2 separate regions of the Sus scrofa genome follow, and region 2 is linked to region 1. A link is a contact called in public Hi-C data. All regions are on one chromosome and are shown on one strand. The core of a region is the stretch at or near the end of the contact, and the rest is flanking DNA. Distances in the headings are between cores, read along the strand shown. Region 1 holds the start of RASA3 (ras GTPase-activating protein 3). Region 2 overlaps LOC100519511.

What was found. A called contact is a pair of places that touch in the nucleus more often than the background predicts.
Region 2: a Hi-C map of alveolar macrophages shows a contact between it and region 1, with 2.4 times the contacts expected there. The contact joins the enhancer-like site here to the promoter of RASA3 in region 1. A contact is called at or near these places in 9 of 47 Hi-C or Micro-C datasets (alveolar macrophages, blood, embryonic fibroblasts and 3 more) and 1 of 2 datasets of contacts at active chromatin or transcription factors (alveolar macrophages).

The regions. Positions count from the first base shown.
Region 1 is chr11:79,026,448-79,029,448 of Sscrofa11.1, reverse strand. RASA3 (ras GTPase-activating protein 3) reads left to right here and starts at 1,458. Exons shown (of 24, transcript XM_003131110.5): 1 at 1,458-1,665. The coding sequence starts at 1,611.
Region 2 is chr11:79,068,413-79,071,413 of Sscrofa11.1, reverse strand. It overlaps LOC100519511, which reads right to left. Exons shown (of 5, transcript XM_005653842.3): 5 at 562-2,630. The coding sequence ends at 2,621. Among named protein-coding and RNA genes, the nearest start is that of CDC16, 14 kb to the left of the region's middle. Within about 2 kb of position 1,618, at least 20 of the 83 cell types and tissues checked have an H3K27ac peak or open chromatin away from gene starts, as enhancers often do. A contact at or near this core is called in alveolar macrophages, where this site is marked.

The sequences.
Region 1 (3,001 bases), core at 209-2,708:
GGCAACTCAGCACTGCTGCAGCAGGGCAGGGCTGCCAGCTGTCATTTAGCATCTGGCTCTCAAACCCCATCATAGAGGCCACTCCTTGGACACTCCTGGCCCCAGATGCCTTACAGCGGTTCCCTTGGAAACAGACTCCAAAGAGGAAATCCATGTGCAGGACCTGGTTGGAAGTGTTTGGGAGGGAAAGTCTGTGAGAGAATGGGGGGAAGATGGGGACAGAGGAGCCACTTGGCAACAATGCAGCTGCTACTGGGGTTTCAGCTGGTCCTCTGAGAAGGTCAGGAACTGGGGTTACTTTTCAGTTACCCTGATGGAGGCCAAGTCTTGGCTAGGAGGAGGGTGGGCTCTGGGTGGCCACACAACTACAGGAGCCTGCTGGGGTCCTGAGGCAGCAACACTGGGGGCTTGACCCCAGCCTCTTCAGTAAACCATGAGTAAACACCTCCTCTGACAGTCCTGAGAAGGTTGCCTCAAGCAGCTGATTGAGGACCTGGAAGGAGGGTAAGAATGGTCAGTAATCTTTTTCAACAGGTACCTAAGCATTTTTTTTTTTTTTTTAAGGAAGTGAGGTAAAACAGTGAGAAAAACAGGCCTCTCTCTTTATTAAGCTTGTATTCTGGTGTGTGTGTGTGTAAGTCTGTGTGTGTGATGTTGGGCACTCCTAAGTCAGAGGAGAGATAAGTGGACAGGAAGTCAGGAGACAGAAAATAAGGGGAGGATGGTAGCATGGGGATCAGCAAGGGCAGACAGGAGTGCACGTGGCCTGAAAGACTCAGAGCCAGGTGGCGGGAGACCAGGGCACGGTAGAGGGACAGGAAGGCATCAGAAGGGAATGGACATCTGCGGAGCCTAATCAGCAACCTCAGTGGAACCCTTGTTCCTCCAGAGGCCAGGTCTCCAGCAGCTGGTCCGCAAGTGCGGACTTGCTCTGAGGGGGCCGAGCTGGGCCAGAGAATTCTTTTCCTTGATTCCTTTAGGTCTGAGTTTCTTAAAATCATGTGCACATCTCCCTATTCCCGCGTCCTCCCGCCAGATTCTGCCTCCCCTCGCCTAGCCCCCGCCACCTTCTTTGCAACCCTAGTCCTCCACGCCCCGCCCTCCCGGTCCCCGCCCCCCCTTCCGCCCGGCCCTCGCCACCGCCCCCCGCTCCCCGAGCCAGCGACAGCTGACCGGTCCCCTCCTGGCGCCCTCCCCACGCCCAGTACCCCCCAGCGCCCCTCGGCCCAGTTCCTCCAGCAACCCTTGTGGGATCCTCCCTGCTGGGTGAACCACCCCGGCGTGGTACCTTCCAACCCTTCTCTGATACCGACCACGCCCCCTTGCGGGGTTCGGCCAATGGGGATCTGGGGCTGGGATGTGGGCGGAGCCGTCTCGCTCCTGCCCCTTTGCGGACCTCAGGCACAAGGCAACTGGGCAGGGCCGTGGGCGGAGCCTCACCGCCCACGCTCGCGCTCTCGGCCAATGGTCGGGTGCGTGGGCGGAGCCAGGGGACAGAGGCGCGGCCGACCCGCGGTCGACGAGACGCGCGCAGAGCGCGGGGACTGCGCCGCCGCTCTGGCTCCTGCTGCTCGGCGGGGCTCGGCGCACGAATTCCGGGCCGACCCAGCATGGCGGTGGAGGAAGAGGGGCTCCGAGTCTTCCAGAGCGTGAAGATCAAGATCGGTGAGCTCCCGGGAGCCGGCAGAGGCGTCGTGGCCTTCCAGGGGGCTATCGGCGGGCGCTCTCAGACTCCCGACCCCTTCGCTGAGGGCCGCGGCCCTGGCGCCTCCCGGCGACGCGCGCTCCTCATTTGCGCTCCCCTCTCCACCTCCCAGGAGATCCCCAGCCTTGACCCCTCCCTACCTCCTCCAAGACCTCCGGCCGCTACCTCCTCCCCACCTTCGGGAGATGCCCGGCCAAGGCTTCCTCCCCACCTTCCCGGAGACCTCTGGCCTCAACTCTCTCCCCACCTTCGGGAGATGCCGGACCGAGTGCCCCTTCGCCATCTCCTGGGAGACCGCAGCCCCTTCCCCACCTTCCGCGGGACTGGCCGGGCCGAGCTCGGGGGACGCAGCTCCCCGCGGTGCCTCCGCGCCGCGAGCGGCCCCTAGTCCCCGCAGGTGGGGTCGCCTGCACCAGGGAGAGGTGCGGCTGGACCCGGGTCCCATCCCTGCTGGGAGTGTGTCTGCGTGTGCATGAGCGCGCGCACGCGTGTGGGGACTCTCCGGATGCGTACATTTCTAGTGCCCCAAACACCCACCTCGGGGTTCCGCACCTCCGCTCAGTGCAGCGCCCAGAAACTTGCTTTGCTGGGAACGTGTGAGCTCTTTCACATGTTGCCCCGGGGCGAGGGGCAGAGGCAGGCTGCTGACTGGTGCCTGGGTGTGCACACGACTGTGTAGGTGGATTGTGTGTGCATATGTGTGTTCCTGAGTGATTGTGTGTGTATGTCTGTGTGTGAATATGTGGAGCGCCCTGGCCCAGGGCTCCCTCAGGGCAGCGAGCCACAGGAGCCACCCCTCCCCCCTTCCATTGAGAACTGGCCGCGGAAGCTTTTGGCCACCCGGCCTGCCATTCAGGTCGTGTCCCTGGAGCAGCCTGCCTTTCTCACTGGACCCAAGAGCTGGGGGAGGGAAGTGCAGCTGGAAGGCTATGTCTGGACTTCCTGGGTTTATCTAGAGAGTGTCACCTTCTCCTGGTGGTCCTGTTTTATCTTGGAGATATAAGACTTTTTCACCCCAGAGCAAGATCAGCGCCTGGAGTGTCTGCTACACATTAATGCCACAAGTGTGTCCTCTCACGGATGAGGGGCCAGCTCCTGTTGGAGAGGGCTTTTCGGGACTCAGAGTGTTGCCTGTCCCCAGGGTCTGTCTTGCCCGCTGAACTCCCTGTCCTCCCCGGGGGGCTGCACATTCCCCTGTGAGAAAGGGCCTCCGGGAACAGAGCCAGGCACCCAGTGACTGCTTGAGTGTCAGCTGTTGATGACATTCAGTGCTGCTCAGGAATTCCAGCCACCCCA
Region 2 (3,001 bases), core at 369-2,868, 42 kb before region 1:
ACTCCAGGCCCATGGTTTTAAACACTATCCACTCGAGAGTCTGCCTGCCAGGAACGGGGAGGAGGCTGGGTGCTTCCACGTGGACCTGGAACCTGGAAGGGTGATTCAAGCGTCTGTGCAGGAAGGATCAAAGTGGGTCTCTGGTTCTCTTTTATTTTAGTAGGGGAGTCACCCTAAATCCACAGTGCGAGTTAGGTGTGGCCAAGCGCATTAGGTACTGTGATGCTACGGAGGCCCAGCTCCGAGGAGCGCGTCAGTCTGCCTTGACTGGGTCCCAGGGCCTGGCCCATACACAGAGTTTGTTGGTAAATGAGTGAGTCTTTTAACTTTTTTTTTTTTTTTTTTTTTTTGAGGCCTTAACTGTGTTAAGAACTGGGTTCAGTGTGATAACTGTTTGTTGCTGTAGAACAGTTTAAGCATGGCCTTACCTGGGTGTGGCAGAGAAGGTGAGCAGATTCTGAGACCCTCTCAGCAGAGTAGTGATCACTGCACACAAAACCTACTGACACCTCCATCTTAGGGGATGTGTTTGGGGTCAGGTTGGAATTTCATCACACTGAAGAGTTTTAATCTGATTTATTTAGGTATTTGTTAAAGTAACAATCCCAGATTTTAGGGCAAATTACACAAATACACCTGAGAATTGTAAACAAATCCACAACAGCAAAAATATGGTAGAGTGAGAAGAATCAGAGAAGAAAATCCAATTCAGAAGTCTTTAACCTCCCGTGTTACTCTGCATAATTTGTTTCCAGCTATTAGCCTAAGAAGCATGTAAAATAGTTTTGCTGCATCATCTGGTCAGATATATCCTGTGGACACAGTTTTGGGTGCTGACTCATGTGCATTTACAGCTGTCCTTGTGTGATAATGGGGGGGGGGGGCGCTGGCCCAGCTGAGGTGTGGACCAGCATCCTTTGGGACCCAAGCTGCCTGTGGCACCAGGAAACCAGGATGGCCTTGCCGTCTCCCTGTCACTACTTCTCACGCTTTTCTTTTCCTACTTTGTGTGCTGAGGCCTCTCCTACATTTCACTTTTGGGGTCCAGGATGTGGCCGTGCTAAATTTCAGTTTCAGTTCCTGTTGGATCAAAAATGCATATTGGAAACAAACACTATCCTTAGGTAAGGACAGTAAAATATCAGTTTACTAGACTGCCTGGGAAATGGAGTATTTAAATGCATTGACAATTCTACCTTATTTAGAATTAATCTTATGGTTTTTAAAAAGCAGCCTATTGAGATACAGTTCTGTAACATAAAATTCGCCCTTTTCAATTGCGTATGTCAGTGGTTTTGGTATATTCAGTGTTGCGCAATCATCACCAAATCCAATTTTAGAAGTCTTTCATCACCCACCCCCAAGCCCGCCACGCTCAGATATGGCCCCAACTTCTCCCCCAGCCCCTGGCAGCCACTAATCTACTTTGCACGTCTATGGACTGGCCTGTGCTGGACCTTTCATAGAAGTGGAATCTGACGCTATGCGGCCGTTTATATCTGGCCTCTTTCACTGAGCATACCGCCTTCAGTGTTGACCCATAATGCAGCGGTTATTCCTTTTTAGGGTTGCATAATACTCTGTTACGTGGTTATTACCACACTTTGTTTATTTGCTCGTCAGTTGACGGAACGTTCTTGCACAAGTTTCTGTGTGGACATGCCTTTTAATTCTCTGGAGCATATACCAAGGAGTGGAATTGTCAGGTTATATGGTAATTTTATGGTTACTTTTTGAGGAACAGCCAGACTGTTTTCCTGGGGAGGCGTTTTGTTGGGGAGGTGGCATCTGGTCTTCAGAGAGCTGGTCAGAGGTGGCTACGGGGGTTTCTTTTGAACATTTCCCCAACTTTCTGGTCCTGTAAAACTGAGTTATTTCCTCCCTAAACCTGCAGTTTTCAAAAAGCTTGGTTTTGTCCTTCTACCCGCCTGGGTGCGAAGTCCCTGAACTTTCCAAGGATGGAGGCAGGGGCTTGTCTAGGAAAAGGGAAGCACACTGTTCAGAATAAGTCCCGCTAATTCAAAGCTGTCGCCCCAGTGTCAGGAAGGGGATTTTCGACAGGAAATCCATAGCTGAGTGTCTGTCCCTCTGCCCTGTGCCTGTCATCACCCTCGTCCTGCACATAGAAGCCAAGGCCCTGGAAATTCCCAACAGGGCATGAGGGCAGCTTATTAGAGCGCAGTCTTCAGAGCTGGATTTTCCGAGTTGGGATCCAGAGGTGCTGAGCTGGTGTTTGTTTCCAGGTCTGTCTTTTCAGAAGACAAAGCAGATGACCTCGCCTGGAGGCTCCACACTGGGATGTGCTGCCCAGCCCTGCGGGGCCTGGTCTTTGTCAGAACTGCAAGTGCTGCTCCCTTTCTTGGGCTGCTCCATGGGCCCCACACTTAGCAAAGCCTGTGACACTTCAAATAAAGTGCAGTCTCTGGGCTGTAGCTGCCGGAAGCCCTATTTCTAGGAGCTTCTGTTTTCCCTTTCTTTGTTTTATTTTATCTTAACATCTCCCTTTGGTCTTGGGCTTTATCTGCTTCCTGTTTTGTTAAAGTGGAATTTCAAGAGAGTCAAAGTAAATAAGTGAAGGATGGGTTTGAAGCATAGTTTCCAAGTATTTTCTTGACATTTGCTAAAGAAAACTGTAAATGGGAAAAAAGCAAATAAGGACACAAAAACAAACAAAAAACTAGAAATGAGAGCAAATAGGATATGATACTTATGTCAATAAATATAAATGAATAAAACTGGGGGGGAAAACCTCTTGGACTAGATTAAAAAGCAAAATTACAGTGATCTGCTCAGAAAACACAAACCTGAAATCAAATGACAGAGAAATACTAAAAATAAAATGATGCCAAAAACCAAATTAGACAGCCATAAACCAAAGGAGGGCGGCAGAGCAGGCAATAGGAATAAACACATGCGATGCCGGTGGCCAAGGGCCCCCAGACCCAGGACACAATGTCATTTGCGTGATTCCCTCTCCTAATGGGAGGACAGGGAGCCTTTT